Linked DNA regions of Mus musculus: region 1 is linked to region 2. Evidence: chromatin contacts called from public Hi-C data. All regions are on one chromosome and are shown on one strand. The core of a region is the stretch at or near the end of the contact, and the rest is flanking DNA. Distances in the headings are between cores, read along the strand shown.

What was found. Hi-C and Micro-C count contacts between places; a contact is called where the count stands out from the background.
Region 1: a Hi-C map of CD8 T cells shows a contact between it and region 2, with 6 times the contacts expected there. The contact joins the promoter of Rfxank here to the promoter of Ccdc124 in region 2. A contact is called at or near these places in 1 of 39 promoter capture datasets (pre-B cells), 1 of 484 Hi-C or Micro-C datasets (CD8 T cells) and 1 of 115 datasets of contacts at active chromatin or transcription factors (memory CD8 T cells).

What each region holds. Positions count from the first base shown.
Region 1 is chr8:70,137,919-70,140,618 of GRCm38.p6, forward strand. It overlaps Rfxank (regulatory factor X-associated ankyrin-containing protein), which reads right to left and starts at 1,279. Exons shown (of 9, transcript NM_011266.2): 1 at 1,003-1,279; 2 at 111-305. The coding sequence starts at 297. Gm45929 (predicted gene, 45929) reads left to right here and starts at 1,581. Exons shown (of 9, transcript NM_001310055.1): 1 at 1,581-1,854. Borcs8 (BLOC-1 related complex subunit 8) reads left to right here and starts at 1,581. Exons shown (of 6, transcript NM_001145552.2): 1 at 1,581-1,854. The coding sequence starts at 1,818.
Region 2 is chr8:70,872,141-70,874,840 of GRCm38.p6, forward strand. Ccdc124 (coiled-coil domain containing 124) reads right to left here and starts at 1,350. Exons shown (of 5, transcript NM_026964.3): 1 at 1,319-1,350.

The DNA.
Region 1 (2,700 bases), core at 29-2,528, 730 kb before region 2:
ATACACGACAATAAAAATAACCTAGGAGGGTGGAGGGGAAGAGTGATGAAAGCAGAGATGTGGTCTGGAACTTGACAGTCTCCCTCACCAGAGCCCAGAGTGGTTCTCACCCTGCAGTGAGGATGCACTGGCATCTGCTTCAGGATTCACAGCGTCTGGGGTGCAGGGGAACAGGCTGAGGACGACAGTGTCTGAGTTCTCTGGGGACTCATCTCTGGTGTCCTCAGGATCCTCTAGGTCAGGAACAGGAGGTTGCTGGTTTGGGACAAGGTTCTCTGCAACCTGAGTGGGCTCCATGGAGGAAGCTGGAGTGAAGAGATGACAGTAATTAGCCAAATCTCGTGGTCCCCAAGATGGCTCAGTTGGTAAAGGCGCTTGTCACCAAGTCAGATGACCCAATTTTGATTCCAGGAACCCACAGGGTGGAGGGAAAAAACTGACCCTGGTAAATTGTCCTCTGACCTCCACACCAAACCCACAGCACAGCCTGCCCACAAAATAAATGAATAAATGAGTTCTTATCTGGGGCTGGAGCTTGGTTAGGTGGGGCATGATAGTGCACACCTTTAGTCCTAGTACTTGGGAGGCAGAGGCAGGTAGATCCCTTTGAGTTCAAGACTAGCCTAGTCTAAATAGTGAATTCCAGGACAGCCATGGTCTGCATATTGAGCCTTGCTTTATGACGCCGGGAAAACTGTGGCTTTAGATAAATATCATTGTTAATAAATTAACACCAGAAGCCAAGGCAATAAAATGAGGGTTCTGGCAGCAGTCTGGGTTCCAATCACTTACAAGCTATAAAAACCTAGTCTATGACTAAGCTGAGCCTCATTCCCTCGTTAATAAGGTGAAGATGTAAGGCCTCAGAGAGGTCATATCAGAAAACATCATAGAGAGATACTAATGTCAAACTTATCAATGTCCCACTGTGGTTATTTGGGCCGGAATCCCCCAAAATGACTTAGGACTCAACAAAAGATGCGACGTGTAAGATCCACTCACCTCCCTCCAGCCTCCTCTGTGTCCCTACGCTGCCAGCCTTGGTCTTCCAAAACTCAGGAAGCTCTGTTCACAAACTTTTCTGGTTCAGTAGATCTCGTAAAGAGCAAGTTGGTGACCAGACGCTCAGTTCTCTAGCTTCCTCTCCTGGGACATAGAGCAGCAACTTAATACGCGACGACTACTCCTACTGGAAAACTCCTCCACTGCGCCTGCGCACCCTTGCCCTGCAAAAGTACCAAAAAATAAAAAATAAAAACCCGAAGCTGCTTCTAGCGCTTTAAGACTGGAGGGAGGAGCGTGGCTTCCGCTGAGGCCAATGGGTACAGTGGCGCATGCGCACGCTATCCTTCCTAAAGGGCTGAAGGAGCCTTAGACTCGCTGAAGATTTTATTGCGCGTGCGCTTCCCCGCCCCATGCACCGCCCCCTCCTGTCTGCCCCAATCGGATCCACAGACGGTGGGAGGGCGGAGCATTTGCCCCACGGGGCGGAGACACATGGGCGGGACTTGTCAAATTTAAAGAGACCGAATATTATTGTTACTTTGTCCATAACAATTTCCCTGCCCTGGTCCCTGAGAATTATCTGTACGTGTAGCAGGGAGTCCTTGACGAGGCATACTATAACATCAAGAAATCTCTATCCTCCCGACACGCTCGCATAGGACTGCCTCCTTCCGTCTATCTCGTGTCTGAATAGAAGTTACCTCGTAAGAGGAGCCAGCGCACAGGACGCCAGAACCCATACCTGAACGTTTAAACGTCTCAACCTCCCGACTTCCGCTTCCGGTTTCTGGGCTCTGCTGGCTGCCTTCACTATGGAAGAACCTGAGATGCAGCTGAAGGGAAAGAAAGGTGTTGCGGGACCCTAGAGGGGTTGGAGGGGCCTAGAGAGGGCAACGCGGGAAGGTACATGACAAAGAGCCGCCGTAGACCTCCCGGCCTGCGGGGTTCGATGGAAAAGGGAGGCCGGTGTCTCCCGCCGGGAGGTGTTGTGATGTATAATGATCCCGGGCAGGAAAAGGCTCTTTTCTACTTCTGAGATAAGGTCCCGGGATGTAACCCTGGCTATATTGGAACTCGCTGTGTAGACCGGGATGGTCTCAAACCTCTCTGCCTTCTGAGAGTTGGAATTAAAAGCAGAATCCATCCAGGTCCCTGCTCAGTGTAATGTGGTTTTTAGCCTGTGAATACGTAAAGGAGTATGTGGGCTTGGTGGCGCAATACTCTAATCCTCTCTTCTCAAGAGACAAGAAATTGAAGGCCAGTTTGGTCTGCACATTGAAACTCAAATCTCGAGAGAAGAGCTGGGGCTTTAGCTCAGTCGTAAACACTTTGACCAGCGCATTCAAAGCTCTGGGTTTGATCCCCGACACTGCAAAATATATTAAGGACCAGATAAGTAGATTATTTTCTTTAGCTGATGGGAGCCCTGCGTGGTAAGAGGAGTTGGTGTCATCTGCCACCATTAGCCTGGTCAGAGCTTGTCTGATACAGGAAGGAGTGGGGGATGAAGGGGACTGAAGTTGGAAGCAACAGGATCCTTGATGGATGGAGCAGGAAGAATAGAGATTTCCTGACTGGGAAAGCTGTTGGTCAAAGTCTACCCTGGGATGATGGTTTTGGTGCAGTTGACTTGTGGTAGGAACATGAGTTCTGGAGTAAAGGAAACAGGCTTAACAGGAACTTGAATGGATTCTG
Region 2 (2,700 bases), core at 100-2,599:
GGACCTCACACCCAGCCTGAAACTTTCCATCCTCCTGCCTCAGCAGGATGACAGGCATGCAGCATTATGCTGGGCTCATGTTTCTCTTCTAACCCAATAAACTCCTGCTGAAACTTCAGGGCAAGGCTGGCTGGGACTAGAGGCATGGCTGCCACGCTGGGACAGGTGGATACCTCTAAGCTCCAGGCCAGCCTAGGCCATACAGAGCATCCCTCAAGAAACAAACCAGGGTGCTGGTGAGATGGCTCAGTGGTTAAGAGCACTGACTGCTCTTCCAAAGGTCCTGAGTTCAAATCCCAGCAACCACATGGTGGCTCACAACCATCCGTAACAAAAATCTGATGCCCTCTTCTGGAGTGTCTGAAGACAGCTACAGTGTACACACATATAATAAATAAATCTTGAAAGAAAGAAAGAAAGAAAGAAAGAAAGAAAGAAAGAAAGAAAGAAAGAAAGAAAGAAAGAAAGAAAGAAAGAAAGAAAGAAAGAAAGAAAGAAAGAAAGAAAGAAAGAAAGAAAGAAAGGAAGAAAGAAAGAAAGAAAGAAAGAAAGAAAGAAAGAAACCAGTTCAGGTGTAGCACCAGAGAAGGCCGACCAAGAGCTCCTGACGTTCCCAGACCGGAAATTTCTCTTTAAGGCATTTGGTGGTGGCGTTGTGGGTGTGTGGGTGTGGAGTGGGTATCCGGAGTCATTTGTATCCAGAAAGAGCCTCGGTATCTTGCCCAGGCTATCCTGGAACTCAGAATCTTCCTGACTGAATGTCTACTGTATATATGTCATTTAACAAACCATCGTCATCAGCAAGTTGGGGGCATTAAGGAGTCCGCGAGCACGGACAGCAAAGGACCCTCCTCACTAGGGACCTGATCAGATCCGCACCACCACCTCAGTTTCCGGACCTACCTAGGGTCCGAGGCCGGGCATCGTGGGCCCACGCCTGTGATTCCAGCACTTAGCAATGCTGAAGTAGGAGAATTACACTGAGTTCGAGGCAGCCTAGACTACAAAATGAGCCCAGGACTCTAAATAATCCCCTTCGAAAAGTGCCTACGTGGTTCCCCATGACTGCCAGGCCGCGCGGCAGGAGGAAAGTGACAGAAAACTCCTACTCCTCCTCCTCCAGGAAGCCCTCCCGGCTCGACCTGGGCCGGAAACTGGCTGAACTCCCCGCGAGCTTCTGCGCCTGCGCGCTGGGAGCACCCACCACCGGGCACCCCATCTCCAGTTCCGCCTTCCCGCCGGCAGGACCCCCAGGCCGAGCCGCGCCCGCCCAGCGTGCCCCGCAACCCGGCTCCGCCCGCGCCACAGCCGTTCCTACCTCTTCCCCCGGCACCGGCTCGGTCGCGTGTCAATGACGTCGCCGCGCCTGCGTACTCAACTTTCGGTGGCGCTCTACTCATGACGTTCTCGAATGCCGCCATCTTGGTAGAGTCTGTAGGAGTTTTTCTCTGAGCCAAAATACTAAACCAGTGTTGCCAGCTCTCCTTCTTTCCAAGCAAAATGTTTTCAAGAATAACACGTTATCGGCCCATCTCAGATATTGGTGAACAAAAACGGAAGATAAACGCTAAACTCCATAACGGTGACCTCACCAAGATGGCCGCTGCCCGGAGAAAAGATGGGGAGGCCGGCCCCAGCCCTGTGGCGACGGCCGGGATGTGGTTGCTGTGCCACCAGGGGGCGTCAGTGGCCCACCCGGGGTGCGGGCCTGGCTGCTCTGGGCTCTTTGTCAGGCCAATGGCTCCTCCAACTCAGGGCAAAAGTGAGAAGACATCCCTTGCCCTGTCTGAGTCGGGAAACTGAGGGTCAGACGGAGTAGAAGTTGGATTAGACTAAATGCAACCGACATGGCCGTCATGGTGTCATTCATTCCAGCACTATGGGGCCCGAAGCAGAAGGACTGACTGCAGACCTAGGCCGAAAGTGACACTATCTCAAAAATAATTGAACATAACTGAATTGCTAAATAAATCACAAGCCGGCGCGGGGCGGTGGTGGCGCACGCCTTTAATCCCAGCACTCGGGAAGCAGAGGCAGGCGGATTTCTGAGTTCGAGGCCAACCTGGTCTACAGAGAGTGAGTTCCAGGACAGCCAGGGCTACACAGAGAGATCCCAGCTGCTCGGCGTCCGCTGCTGCCCGAGTCAGCCCCCGCCTTGTTGCTGAAGCCGACTGGCACTGCTTAATCTTTTGCTTTTCTTTACTCCCCCCTCCCCTAGTTCTTTTTTGATGCTTCTGTTGCTTCATTGACGATTAACTTCATCTTAGTCTGCAATACTTAGGATTTTGTGCATCTCTGACACAGTTACTGCCACATCCGGTCATCCTTGGAGTTTCTGGAGCCGTGAATGACCCTGAACTGGTCCCCCTGCCTCATTGTCCCAGGCGCTGGAATGGCAGGCATGGCCCTGTAGGAAAGAAAGCAGAAGGTTCAGTTCGAGGAGTCTATTACTGTGAGCGGGAATGCAGAGCAGGAAAGATGGCTTTGCGGGAAGAGGCGCTGCCCCATCCTCACCCTAACAGCAGCCGGAGCTGGCTCCCCGTCCGTGTGGTGGACTTTGAGAAGCACAAAAGGAAAGGCACACAACTCTCGGCGTGGTGTTTCAGTTTGTGGACTGCTAATGTTGGCTTTCTTGGGCCTTTTGCAGGTGATCAGCCTCTGCAGTGACTGCACGGACCCCAGAGGAGGATGGCCTCCTGT